Regions from separate parts of the Bos taurus genome. Here region 2 is linked to region 1. The links are chromatin contacts, called in public Hi-C maps. All regions are on one chromosome and are shown on one strand. Each heading gives the region's core, a stretch centred on a gene start, on an enhancer-like site or on the middle of the called end of the contact. The rest is flanking DNA. Distances are from core to core; before and after follow the strand shown.

Region 1 (6,606 bases), core at 2,940-5,439:
CCTCCCCTCACCCAGCCGCTAGTTTTACTGAGCTTCAGAGCCAGTGCCTACTTTTAAGTCGGAATCTGATTTTAAATGCATCAGAGTTCACTATTAGAGCCAGCACTCTCACATGGCAACAAGTTCCTATGTGATCCCTCTGTGGGTCTTCAGGGTCCCCAGTGGGTGGGGGTGGGGATGTGGGCACACAGCCTTCACCCATGTGAAAGCTGAGGCCATGGGGGTATCCCCAGGATCAGGGCGTCAAGGAAGAGGGATGGCAGAGGGGCTGAGGGGAAGGGGCAGTGGTTCCGCTAGTCAGATGAGACCACCTGCCTGTGTTCCGCTCAAGTTTGGGGGCCTTAGTTAGCTTAGGGTTGGGGCCAAGGGCTCAAGAACGAAAACCTCCTTCACCACTGCCCCAGAAGCCTGCTGCTCATTCCTAAAACCCCAGAATGGCGGGGCTAGATGAGAGCTCTGGGACCATGCAGGATAACCAGCCCATTTTATAGGTGGGGACGTGGGGGCTCAGGAAGGCGCCCTTTCCTGGGTCCCACTCGGCGCACACAACCAGAGCCAGGACTTCCTCTGCTGCTCCACACTGCTTCTCCTGGGAGGGCAGTCTATCAGAGCAAAGGCGCTGAAACTTGGCGGGCCTCAGAATCATCTGGAGAACCTGCTAAAGCAGTCTGCTGGGCCCCACCCCAGAGATTCCCATGCTGCAGGTCCCTGGACTCCACTGAGAGCAGTGCTGGGTTGGAGGTCACCCCTTGGGAGGGCTTGGGGCAGGTGGTGGCATGGCAGAGAGAGAGAAGGGCCCAGTGTGGCCAGCAGGAGGGAAGCAGGCTTGGAAGGTCATGTCTGGAAGCAGGGAGCGGCAGGGAGTGGCAGGCCCCATCTCCGCTGAGAGGAGGCCCTTTGAGGGTGAAAGTGCCCCAGAGGGGACATGAACTGGGCTGGCCTCCAGGCAGGCAAAGGCTGGAAGAACCCAAACCCTTCAGGGAAGGTTTGGTTTGAAAGGCACTTTGGTACCCGTGGGGCCCCTGGTGGTGTAGGCAGTGTCTGTGGGTGCTGTCAGCAGGTCCCCTGGGGCCATGCCAGGGCTCAGGAAGGAGCAGTAAGGGCCCCTCTGAGGTTGGCTGGGGCAATATGGGGGCTGCTTCGAGAGCCTAGCGACCAGGCCTTCTTCACCAGGGACCCCGCCCTGCCCCTGGTTCTGGCTCCTGGAGTGGGAGGCCCAGGGGGTCTTCGAGCTAACTCATGGTGCTCTCAGGGCCACCCAGGGATCTGGTGGCCTCCGTCGGGTGGTTGCTTGGCCTTGGAACCTTCTCTGTGGAATTTTTAGAGAGGTGGAATTTGGTCCCGGAGAAGGACCAAATGACAAGGGAGATAACTGGGGACCAGGACCTGGGAATGCTGTGGTGGGCAGGGGCTGGCTCAGGGACCCCATCTCTCTCTGTCCCCAGAGAGTCTGAGCTAGTCAGCCCCTCCCCTCAGGTCTGCTGCGTAGCCCTTTCTGCCAAGCTGTGGCCAGCCGGAGGGGCAGCGACGCCTCCTGCCCCTGCCGAGGCCGGCGCCCCCAGCAGGCCTTCGAAGTAGGTGCCTAGAGAATGCAGGTCGAACACAGGCTGGGACGACGTGGGGCTCTGGAGGCTCAGGAATCGGTTGTACTTCTTCAGGCCGCCCTGCGGGTCATGGTGGTGTGCGGTCAGCAGCTCTATGAAGGTGACCTTGTGGAGGGCCAGCAAGCGGGCCTCGGCCCGGGGCAGGATGGCTGCCCGCACCAGGGGCTGCAGGGATGAGAAGCACTGCAGGCTGCTGAAGGGGTGGACGTGCAGGGCCAGCTGGGGGCTGGGGGACACCTCGAGCAGGCGGCACAGGTCGCGCATGGTCAGCACGGCCGCCAGGGCGCTGCGTTCGCTCATGTTTCTCGCCAGGTAGGTCTTGGCCAGGCTCTTGAGTTTGAAGCTGCTGGCCCCCGGCACGCACTCCCGGATGAGGGGCAGGGTGGCTAGGAAGCCCGAGATGGACTTCTGGAACTTCCCCAGCATGTTCATCTCCTCCAGAGCCTGGAAGAAGCTGGGGAGACTGGGCCCCCACAGCTTATAGCAGGCCAGGATGGGCTGGCGCATGCTCGCTAGGAAATGCAGGAAGTGCTGCAGTCCCACCTCCAGGGAGACAGCCTTGGAGTACACGTTGAGCACCTCGGGCTGGATGAGCGCGCGGAACTGGCTTTCCTGGTTCACGGCTGCCAGCTGGCTAATCTTCTGGGCTGGGCAGGAGAGAACGGCAGCGTGAGGCCTCAAGGGCAAGGCTAGGGGCACCAACCCCACCATCCAGAGACCCCACCTTGGGGCCTGATGGCAGGAATCAAGCATCAGCCTCAAACGCAGCTCTGACCCTGGCTCTGATAGGGATGGGGGTCAGAAGGGGAGGGGGGCTGCCCTCCAGGCCCCCTTCCTCCCCTGCTGGGAGTCCTGCTCCCCCCTGCCCTGCCACGTTCCGGAGTTCCCCAAACCCTTTCACTTCGGGTCCCTCCTGTCTTCTGCCAGCCTCCACCCACCTACACTAGGGACCCCTCACTGCTTCAGCCTAGCCCCTCACTCCCTTTCCCCTGGCCGCCAACCCCATCAGCCATGTAGCTAAAGCCCTCAGCATCAGAGTGCTGGCTCAGACAGCACACCTGCCCAATCCACTCCATTCAGAGCATGGCCCCGAATCTTCCAGTGAGGTCTGCAAACGGCTTCCCTGTTCTGTGAAATACTCGCTGCTTGTGTCTCCCTGGGCTGGCCTCATGCTGAGCCCAGGCAGCTGGATGGGACCCAGCTTCCTGCAGGGCCAGGGTAAGCACCGCGGAATTGAAGGAGAAGGGGTCACATTTCTCTGTGACCTTGCAGCAACCATGGAAAGAATGGGCTCTGTACTCAGCCTAAGGCTGTGTTTGGATTGCTGGTGTCACCTCGGCGACTTTAACGTTGCGTTTCTATTTAGAAGTGTGTTCCCAAGGCTCCCTAATGGAAGCACCAGTCAGGGAGGGACTCATGGAGGTGCTTGCCTCATGCCTCAGGCCCTGGTCAAAGCAGACGTCCTTATTCAGAGAACCAAGTTCAAACACCCGAGAGTCCCCGGGAAGTGCGGTGCTCTGGCCACAGCTCAGGGCTCTCCCGGGCTCACAGATGGCTCTGCCTGCACTTATCCTGGGGACTTAGGGACTGAGCAAGAAAGAGTTGGGGGGTGGCCACCGGAGAACCCACTTTCATTGTCAATCTTGAGGTCAAAGAAAACGAGGGGCTTGTCTTCCACCAGGGAATTGGAGGGGCTGTCGTCCAGGACTCCGAGGGAGCTGGGGCCCTCCAGCTGGAGGTCACTGGACTCGCTGCTGTTGTCGGCCAGCTCTCGGGAGTCCTGCAACACAGAAGAAACCAACAGGTCAGGGGGCTATGGGGGCCGAGAGCGGGCAGCAGCCATGTGAGCCGGTTCCTTGTCAACAGGCGTGTGTGCTGGTGTGTGTGTGAGCGTGGGGCGGGGGGCGATGAGAGTGCGTGAGTATGTCGGGGGGTCTGTGTGTGCCTCAGGGAGGGCCTGTTACTGGGAAAGAGGGGGCACTTCCAAGCGAGTGCCTGAACAGATGTGAACGTGCATGCACACGTGTGAGGGTCATGCGTGTGAATCAGGGCACGTGTCTTAGTGCGTGAGTAGGATGGGATCATGGGGGCAAGTGTGAGTGAGTGTGAAAAAAGTGTGGGAATGAATGCAAATATTGTGTGTGTGTGTGTGTGTGTGTGTGTGTATGGGGGGTGTGGGTTTGTGGGCCTGCGTTGACACAGGTGTGTGTGCAAGTGTGATACTGTGTGGCTGAGTGTGCACATGGGTGAGCAGGGCTCGGGGGGAGGCTCAGGGAAGGTGTCGGGGCTGAGGTGGGCAGGGCCCAATGTGTCTGCTCCTCGCTTCAACTCATTGAGCTGACTCAGAACAAACATCATGAACTGGGGGGCGCTGGGGGAAGGAGTCCCATCTCGAACCTCAGGTGTTTCTCTGGAAGGGGCAGGACGCCTGGCTTTTCTTGTCCCCCAGGTGAGCTGAGGGCCCGGCACCCTGCGCAAAGGAGAGGGGAGGGCCGCCCGGCCCCTGGGACGCCACCCCTAGGGGGCACAAGGCGCCTGGCTGTGAGAGTAGTGGAGAGGCGGCGGCTCAGACCCGGGAGCCCTCTGCCATTTGGCGTCCAGAAGACAGCTGCTTAGGCAAGCAGGCTGGGGCTCCGCCAGGCTGGGCACCTGAGGCTCTGTTCTCCACCAAGGTGTGAACGCTGTTGAAGGGCCCTGGGGGTGGGAGGGGCTCTAGCTGTAAGCGTTTAGACCCCCGGGGCTGGGGCGAACGAGGGAGGTAGAGCCTTTCATAATATAGGTAATTGCTTATCATCTGCACACCTGGCAAAGCTTGGGGGCCTGCTCAGAACTTCCTGTGTCACCTATGGATATTAACCAGACACCAGGAGGAAGGGACGTGGCCACTGTCACACGGCCTGCTGAGGGCACTGCTGGGACAGAGTCCAGAGCGGGCCCCAACCTTGCCCTCTGACAGACTGCCCTGGTGGCTGATGGAGTTGGCCTCGCCCGAGGCCTCTCTGAACTCTGACGTCTGGCTGTCGTCCCTGGCCTGGGGCAGAACTAGCCTACTGTCTTCGGCCCTTCCACTCTCCAGGTCAAACCTCTGTTTTACTGAAACTTCAGCCAAGTGCAAAGTCTTTGCTAACCACAACTAAAATGTGCTGGGATTTTCCTGCGAGTGGCTGATTTCTGCTTTATGTGCATTTCATAGCCCTCTCCAACTTCCTCCTAGGTGCTGATAAAAACAGACACTCACTGAGTCCATATAGAGCTGGTTTGGCTTAAAGCAGCCTGTGAGTTTTCTGGGACTCTATATCCGAGGCCCTACTTTGACAAAATGTAGGCCTTATGGATCAGTATCCTCGAGTTGGCCACGCATCCAAGGCTGGTTTGGCATGTCCTGCTGAGTCTCTGTCATGCTGTCAGGGCTCCCATGCCTCCCTGGAGGGAGCCTTCTCCGGGAGTCTTCTTTGAAGTTGCTAGAGCAGACAGGAGACACTACCTTCTTCCCCCGTGGGAGATCTAGTTGTTTCCTGTCTCCAAGCTTCCAGTGCCTGTTCCGATCACAGGCAGGGGTGCTCTCACACTCGGGCTGGTGGAAACAGCTGGACTCCCCTTGCTGCGGCCTCCCCTGCGCTTCAGGTGAAGTGCCGTCCCCTTGGCCCAGTCTTCTCTGCCACCCACCGACTTGGCCTTCCCCTCTTCCTTCTTCTCTTTGCTCCAAACTGCCAAAGCCCTCACAGTGGCCCTGAGTGCTTCCGTCTGTCTTCCGGGACTGTCTCTTCAGGCTGGAAAGCCAGCGCCTTCTCTTCAGATAGTCCTTTCCAAGACTTGATCTCCCTGGAGAGCAGCATCTTTGAGCTAACTCCCCCATCTTTATTCCAGGGTCACTTATGATAGCCACGAGACCCTCACTTTTTAAGAGCTTCTCGTGGCCCTGGGGTCATTCTCTCTTTTATAGTCATGGAAATATCCTTTGTCCTGAACTTACTGAAGACCCTGCTGGCCGCCTTAATAAAAGAACACCCCTTTCCATTGAGTTGTCAAGGGAGGGAAGGCTGAATCTTCCAGCCCAGACTCCTCTTCCACCCAGATTTCTCTTGCCCTTGGGGATGACCATAAAGTATGGCTACTCCACTGGGCTGGTCTCACAGGAATGCCTTCCACTGAACTCCAGCTAGCACTGCAAGCAGTTCCCCATCCCTGCCTTAAATCCCAGCAGTACAGCTGGGAAGTACTGACATTTAAAAAAGACTTTCCTAAAGACCCAGGGTTAACAGAATCAGCACAGCTGATTATCCAGCTGATATCCAGCTCTGATGCTGGATATCTTTCTGTCCTTCCACGCCCCCCACTGCCACTCCTCAACCTCATTCCACAATCAGGATTAAGGGGGTGTAGGAGCATGGAGCATAGAGGGGGAGAGTAGCAGAGACCTGAACCCAAGAATCCAGGAGAGGGCCTTTTGTTGGAAAAAGCTTGAGATTTGCTTGGAAGGGAAAGGAATGGCAGCAGAAAGAACCAGAGGGTGGAGGAGATCAGAGCCCTCACGTGAAGACTGGAAAGTGGAAAGTGAGAAAAGGCTTTGAGGGACCCGTGAGTAGGAGATGACGGTGGTGAGTGTGAAGGGATGAAGGATTTAAGGAGTGTTGCCGTGAGTTATGAGTTGTATTCTCTGTAATAGTCTTTGAAAGATGACTATATACTAGATAATTGGTTAATGGACTGTGTTTCTTTGACTGCAAAACTGAGCCATGTGGGATCTGGGATATTTCTCAGGATACACAGACAATCAGGATACATGTGCAATCGGGTTCACGAACTCCATTTCACTCATCTTCATCACAGTCAACTTAGCAGATTAACCACATCTCAACTTAGCACAGCAGGTGGAATGGCCATACTGAGGTGCTCCTAGGAAGCTGCTAGCTTATCACCTTTCAAAAAACCTCTAGGAGGTTTATCTGGAAAGACCCAGCATCTCCCCTTCCCAACCTGGATCATATGCCAGCATGTATAC
Region 2 (6,606 bases), core at 1,565-4,064, 63 kb after region 1:
GTGCCCCGCGCCCTGGACCAGGTGAGGAGCCTCAGGGAAAGGGTGGTTCCCCCCGCCGGGCGTTCAGCTTCGTGTCCAGCACAGATTGAGCTTTGCCTCTTGTTCCTTTAACCAAGCGCCTTGTGCAGTGCACACCCTGCCCGGCTGTTCCAGCCACCCCGATTCTAGAGCTGACCAGAACTAAGGTAATGAGAAGAGTCTTGAGCATGCGGAGGCCTTTGGGAGCCTCCATGGGAGGAAGCAACAGCATCCGGAAGAGAGTTTAAGACTCAAGGCTGGAGTGATTTAGAGAAGGGGGTTGGGGTTATGGCTAGAAACTCAAGGGCAGCCTCTTAGCAGAGGAGGAAACTGAACGCAGGCTGCAGGGGATATAAGAGAGAGCGCTGTGAAGGCACGGGGGCCACCATCATCCTGACCTTGGCAGCGCACTGACTTCCTTCTCTCTGCCTCCCTCCCCCATCCCGTTTCCACCACCAGCAGATACCTTGGAGATGGTGAGCGAGGTTGAGCCGTCTGCCCCTCACGGGGGTGCCGGGCCCAGCCCCAAGCAGCCTGTGGCCGAGGGGCTGCTGATGGCTCTGAAGCCCATCCTGTCCGAGGCCCTGGTCAGCCAGGTCGGGGCCTGCTACCAGTTCAACGTCATCCTGCCCAGCGGCCCCCAGAGCATCTATTTCCTGGATCTCACTGCAGGTGCCGCTGCCCTCTCTGCCCTCTCCTTCCCCGCTGGGGCTGCTCGCAGCCCCACCACCTGTGGTCCTTTTCAGACCAGGCCCTGCTCCTGCCAGCAGTTTAGGCAAACCCACAGCTGTCAGGAGCTCAGATGCCATCTGCAGGCAGTGATGCCCAGGCCTTGGGCTCCCTGTCCCATCCCCATGAGCAGGACCGCCCAGCTGGCCCAGCTGCCTGGACTAAGAGCCCTGCACGCGTTGCAGGCCTGTTCGTGCCAGGCTCTGTCTGAGTGCATTTTGCGCATCATGTCACCTACTTCTCATCATAAACCCGTGACTTAGTGATTATTAGCATCCTCATCTCACCAGTTTGGAAACTGAGGCTCTGAGTGGTCACACAGTCAGTAGGACTTGAACCCTGGGTATTAGCACCTGAGCTCTTAGCCACTCTTCCCACCCTTCCCAGTGGGACGTGCTGACCTCTTCTACCCACTGTAGCATTGCTGTCCCCCCACTGATTCTCACTTTTCTTTCTCCCCACAGGGCAAGGGAGGGTGGGACACGGAGTGCCTGATGTCATCCCCGACGTGGTGGTGGAGCTGTCTGAGGAGGACCTGCGGTCCCTGTTGTGCAGGGAGCTGCGGCCCCTGGGGGCCTACATGAGTGGGCGGTTGAAGGTGAAGGGCGACCTGGCCATGGCCATGAAGCTGGAGGCTGTCCTCAAGGCCTTGAAGTAGCAGGTTTGGCTGCCTGTCAGTAGCCTGGCCCCGAGCCGGGCACCAAGCCAGGGAGACATCTTGGAGGCGGAGGCCCTGGCACTGCACCTTGGATTGTTGAAGCCCTGAGGAGTGTCAGACCCAGTGGGAGACAGTGAGTGGAGGCTGGGAGACACTGGAGCTAGGAGAGGCTGAGTCAGGCAGCCCTGCCCTTCTCATCCACAGCGGTTCTCTCAGCAAGTGTTTGCTATCCTGGTCCCCTGCCGAGTGCCCTGCCTGAACTGGGTACACAGGCAGTGACAGGAGAGCCAGGCCTGCCTTGCTCCTCTGGCAACCTGGCTGGAGAGGAGGGGCTGACAGAAACAACCCAACTGCAGCTGGTTTGGTCCTGGTTTGAGGGAGCTCTGCATGTGACTCAGGCTCCAAGTTCCAGAAGAGGGGGTTAGAGAGGGGGATCAGAGCAGCTCGGGGAGGGAGAGAGAAGGGACCAAGCAGAGGTCCCTGCATTGGGAGGGATCTGAGATTGGGCTCGGTCTGCCTTGCTGATTGCAGTCCAGGCCCAGACTGGGGTGGGGGAGGGTGGGGGGAGAAGGGGGGCAGGGCGGCGTCTCCCTGGCCCTGCTCCTGAGGGTGTCTTGACTCATCTCCCAGCCTCAGTCTTGCATGCCCGATGGGCTGGGGCCAGGGCAGCATGACAGAGAGCCCTGCTGTTCCTGTGCTTCTTACCAGAGGTTTGAAAACCTCAAATAAATGTGCTGTTTACAATGTATCTGGAGAGACATAGGGGTCATGGGGGTGGGGAAGAGGGCTCCGAGGTGATGTCCGTGCTGCCAGCCTGGGACCCAGGCCCTGAAGGGTGACCCGAGCCCCAACAGTGCTCTGGAATCACCCACAGTTCCCCTTCCTGACGAGGGCCTGAAAGCAGGCAGGAGCAGGCACTCTGTTCCTGTTTATAGTCTGGGGAGAGGTTTGCAGGAAGGATGTGGGTGTCGGGCAAACTGTTCATCCAGCGAAGGGCAGGGCCTCCTGTCGCACTCGAGGGGAGATGGAGCTGCCATCACCTGCCCCTCCTGCTGTACGCCTGGTCGCTGTTTCCCCATTGGTCCGGCTCAAACCCCAGGGACCCCAGAGAATGAGGGCCTTAGACATCTTGAGTTCTAAGGAATGAATCTCACATCCTAGAGAGGCTTGTGAAAAAGAAACCCACAGAAATTCGAGCCTCCTCTTTGAGGAACAGCCTCTGGCTTGTCCTCTGGCACCAAGCCTTCCCTGACAGGGCCCTGTCCAACTGCCTTGGCACCAGGCTCCATCCAGTTTACCCTTTGGTTCCTGCCAGTGCCCGCCTTGGCCCTCCTCTTGTAGGTCCTCCTGGAGTAGACCAAGCTGCCATTGGGTTCAGGTTTCAGCCCCAGGGCCCCTCCCTGAAGGGCCAGAGCCCAGGCTGCTGACCCCTCCCTGTCCCTCTCTCCACCGCTCTGGAGGCCGCCCAGCTGGGGACGCCCGTTCAAAAGCCTTCCCTCCCATCCCCACCGCCCATGAGCCCCGGGGGCCTGGGCTCCCCCACTGCTTCGGGGCTGTCTTCGTGCCCGTTCCCCACTGTTTCTGTTACTGTTCTTGTGTGAGTGTCCGCCCTCCCTGCGGGACCTCGAGCTTCGTGCCTGAGCCATCCATCGTTGTTCTTCCGCTGCTGCTGCACACAGCACCCCACAGGATGAGAGGGGAAGCCCCAGGCGCCTTCCTCGTGAGAGCTTAAGGGAAATCGAAACTCAGATTTTCTTTGTGTGTGTCAGAGGAGCAGCATCACCAGGGGAAACTGAAACTTATAGATGTCTGTGTGGGTGGAGAGCAGAATCTGCTGCCAGCTGTTAATGCCCTCATCCCATCGAGGGGAACTCATTCCTTGGCGAGGCCAGCGCTCCAGGACAGGGAGCCCACAGGCTCAAGGCCTCTGGGCTTCAGAGGACCCAGCAGACTCTGCAGTCCCTGGGGGTTGGGGTGCAGCGAGGGGCACCTAATGGGGCCAGGGTGTGAGGGGGCGGGGGAGGAAAGGGTGTCCATCAGAGAAAGCTTTCTGAGGAGTTGATGCCCAAGACTCACAGTTTACATGGAGATGAGAGAAGAAAGGAAATGGGGGAGACACTTGGCAGAGGGGAGAGTCCCTGTGAGGCCACAGGAAGGGTAGCAGACACCTCCGATTTGGGGAACTGGGACCTAAAGTCTGAGGCGGGGATGTGTGCAGGGATTTTGTAGTAGTAACTGATACTGCCTGCCAGCTATGCCCCTCTACTGCATTAGACACTTCCTGTATTTGTTTCCCCAAGGTAACCCGAAGAAGAATGATAACTAAAACAGTTACGTGATGCTTTTCTATATATAATGTATTATTCTGATATTATTTTTTAAATAAGTATTTAATGTTGAAGAGAAAAGTTTAAAAAGGCAAGCTATGAAAATTGTTCCTCATACTCTTGACTCCATCCACGTAGTTTCAAACAGATATCCTCTGGTATTAGTCTCCAAGTTCTTCTTCCAGAAGCTAGGCTTTGGGGATTTCCCTGGTGGCCCACTGGTTAAGATTCTGTGCTTCCACTGCCGAGGGTGCAGGTTCAGCCCCTGGCCAGGGCACTAAGATCCCACATGCTGTGCTACACAGCCAAAAAAAATGAAGTTGGAGTTTTAAAAACATAACACTTACAAGAAAATCCACATATATTATTCTCTGGGATTTTTTTTTTTTTTTTTTACAGAAATGGCAGCATAGCAAATACAATGTTAATTTGTTCACTTAACATTGTGCTTGAGAATCTTTCCATATTTGCATACCTAGACTTTCCCCATTCAGTTTTATATGAATAGTTACATAGGATTCAATTGTATGGGTGTATCATAGTTTATTTTACCTGGTTTGGATTGATAGACATTCAGATTATTTTTTTGTGTTTTGCTATTTCAAACAATCATGCACCTTTCACATATGCTATTGTGGTTGAAGTTCATCTGTGGGATAAAGTCCTAGAAAGGAAATTGCTAGGTCAAAGCATTTATAGTTTAATATTGCCCAAATGCCTTCTTTAGGGATTATTCTAATTTACATTCCCATCATCAGTAAGTGAGAGTCTGTTTTTCCTCGCAGCCACGCCAACACAATGTGTTATTAAACTCTGGAATTTTTTGACAGTCCAGTAAATGAAAAAGCTCATCTCAGTGAAAAAGTAAATAAAAAAGTTCAACTTTTTAAAAAGTTGTTCAATTGTTTATTGCTTTTTAAGGTTTGGATTTTCCATTCCAGCAAAAGCACAGGGTTTCTTTTCAGTACCAGATAAAAAGCACAGAATTTACCTTTTTAACAGGTAATAGGATAAAATGAATTCATTTTTTGTTGGTAAAAGATGTTTACCATTTTTCACACTAAGTAGCCAGATAAATGATAATTATATTGCAAGCCATATGGAAACATGATTAATCTAAGAATGTAAAATAATTACATACAGTTTGGGGGGTATACATACATATGTTTTCATCCACCTAGCCAGTCTGTGTCTTTTGGTTGGTGCATAAAATGCACCCATTTTAAATGCACTTTGACAAATGGAACACCATGTAACCACTACCCACCAGAATCAAGATATAGAACGTTTCCATCAACTCACGTGGTTCCCTGTATCCCTTCCCATTCAATCTCAGTCTCCCCACCCCCACCCCCACCCCCAGGCCCAGTCACCACTGATCCATCTGCTTTCTAATAACTACTGATTAAATTTCACATTTCTAGAATTTCATACAAGTGAAACATGCCATGTATATCCTTCTGTGTCTAGCTTCTCTCTGTAGAGCTTTTGAATCGTCTGGGTTATTATGTGTACCCATGGTTTGCTCTTTTTCTGTTGTTAGTGATACTCTGTTGTATGGATAGAGGTACAGTTTGCATATTCACCTGTTGATGGACATTTGAGTAGTTTTCAGTTTTGATTATCAAAGCTTCTCTGGACATCTATCTGTGTATGAGTCTTTGTATGGATATATGTTTTCATTTGCGTAAATACTAAGGAGTAAAACTTCTGGCTCTAGAAACTGCCAAACCAATTCCAGGATGGTTGTGCCAACACTTGGTGTTGTCAGTCATTTCCAGTGGGTCTGCCTGATGACTTTGAGCCCTTTTAGGGTGCTCATTGGGTATATGTCTTTTTTTGTGAAGTATCTGTCAAATTTTTTTCCCACTTTAAAATCTGGCTTTATCTTATTGGTATAATATTCATACTAGTTCTAAGAGTTCTTAGTAAATCCTGGATACATGTCTTTCAGCAGGTATTTGAAATATTTTCTCCCAGACTGTAGCTCGGCTTTCTAACTTCTTAATGATTTATTTTTTAAAGCAATAGATTTTAATTTTGATGAAGTTAGTCTATACTTTTTTAAGTATTTATATATGTATTTGTGTCAGCTCTTAGTTGGGACACAGGGATGGGGTCCTCATTGTCATGGGGGGTCCTTGCAGGGCACAGACTCCTTAGTCATGGCACTCAGGCTCAGTGGTTGTGGGGTGTAGGCTCCAGAGTGGGCTAGCTTCAGTAACTGCTGCTCGTGGTCTTAGTTGCTCCATAAAGCGTGTGCGGGATCAAACCTGCATAACACGGTGGATTCTTAACCACTGGACCACCAGGGAAATGCCTATAATTTTTTCATGGTGAGAGGTTTTGTATCCTTTCCTGAAAGTCTTTGCTCATCTTTGCTGAAGGTCTTGAAGATTTCCCCCTGTGTTTTCTAGTACTTTTAGCCACAGTCCTTAAAGTACTAGCTGAATCTATAAACTTTTAGAAGTACTTTTTTTTTTTTTAGTACTTTTAGGCCTGATCCACTTTGAGTTACTTTTTGTATATGGTATGAGATAAAAGGCTGAGATGTTTCCCCCGGTGCCCCTCCCCACCCCCCACCCCCCCGCCCCCCATATGGGTATCCAGCACTTCTTGCTGAAAAGGTATATTTTCCCCATTGAATTACCTCAAAACTTGAAATTTTTCATGTCTCTTATTTTGTGTAAAGTTGAAATTTTGTAATATGTTTAGGAGCTCTTGTGTTTCTTTTTCTGTGAAATGTTATTTCATGTATATTTTTTTTAGTGTTGGTTGTTTCTATTTTTGTTTTGACATCTGGAACTCTTTATACTAGAGAGATTAGTTCTTTTTGATATAAGTTGTAAAAATGTTTAACCCAATTTGTTGTTT

The links. Hi-C and Micro-C count contacts between places; a contact is called where the count stands out from the background.
Region 2: a Hi-C map of liver shows a contact between it and region 1, with 3 times the contacts expected there. The contact joins two enhancer-like sites. A contact is called at or near these places in 5 of 11 Hi-C or Micro-C datasets (blood, liver, skeletal muscle and 2 more).

The regions. Positions count from the first base shown.
Region 1 is chr21:34,575,407-34,582,012 of ARS-UCD2.0, forward strand. It overlaps a transcript of PML not described here. Among named protein-coding and RNA genes, the nearest start is that of ISLR2, 18 kb to the left of the region's middle. Within about 2 kb of position 4,190, at least 6 of the 102 cell types and tissues checked have an H3K27ac peak or open chromatin away from gene starts, as enhancers often do. A contact at or near this core is called in liver, where this site is marked.
Region 2 is chr21:34,640,122-34,646,727 of ARS-UCD2.0, forward strand. It overlaps STOML1 (stomatin like 1), which reads left to right. Exons shown (of 7, transcript NM_001192431.1): 5 at 1-21; 6 at 478-690; 7 at 1,212-1,405. The coding sequence ends at 1,405. Among named protein-coding and RNA genes, the nearest start is that of STOML1, 10 kb to the left of the region's middle. Within about 2 kb of position 2,815, at least 68 of the 102 cell types and tissues checked have an H3K27ac peak or open chromatin away from gene starts, as enhancers often do. A contact at or near this core is called in liver, where this site is marked.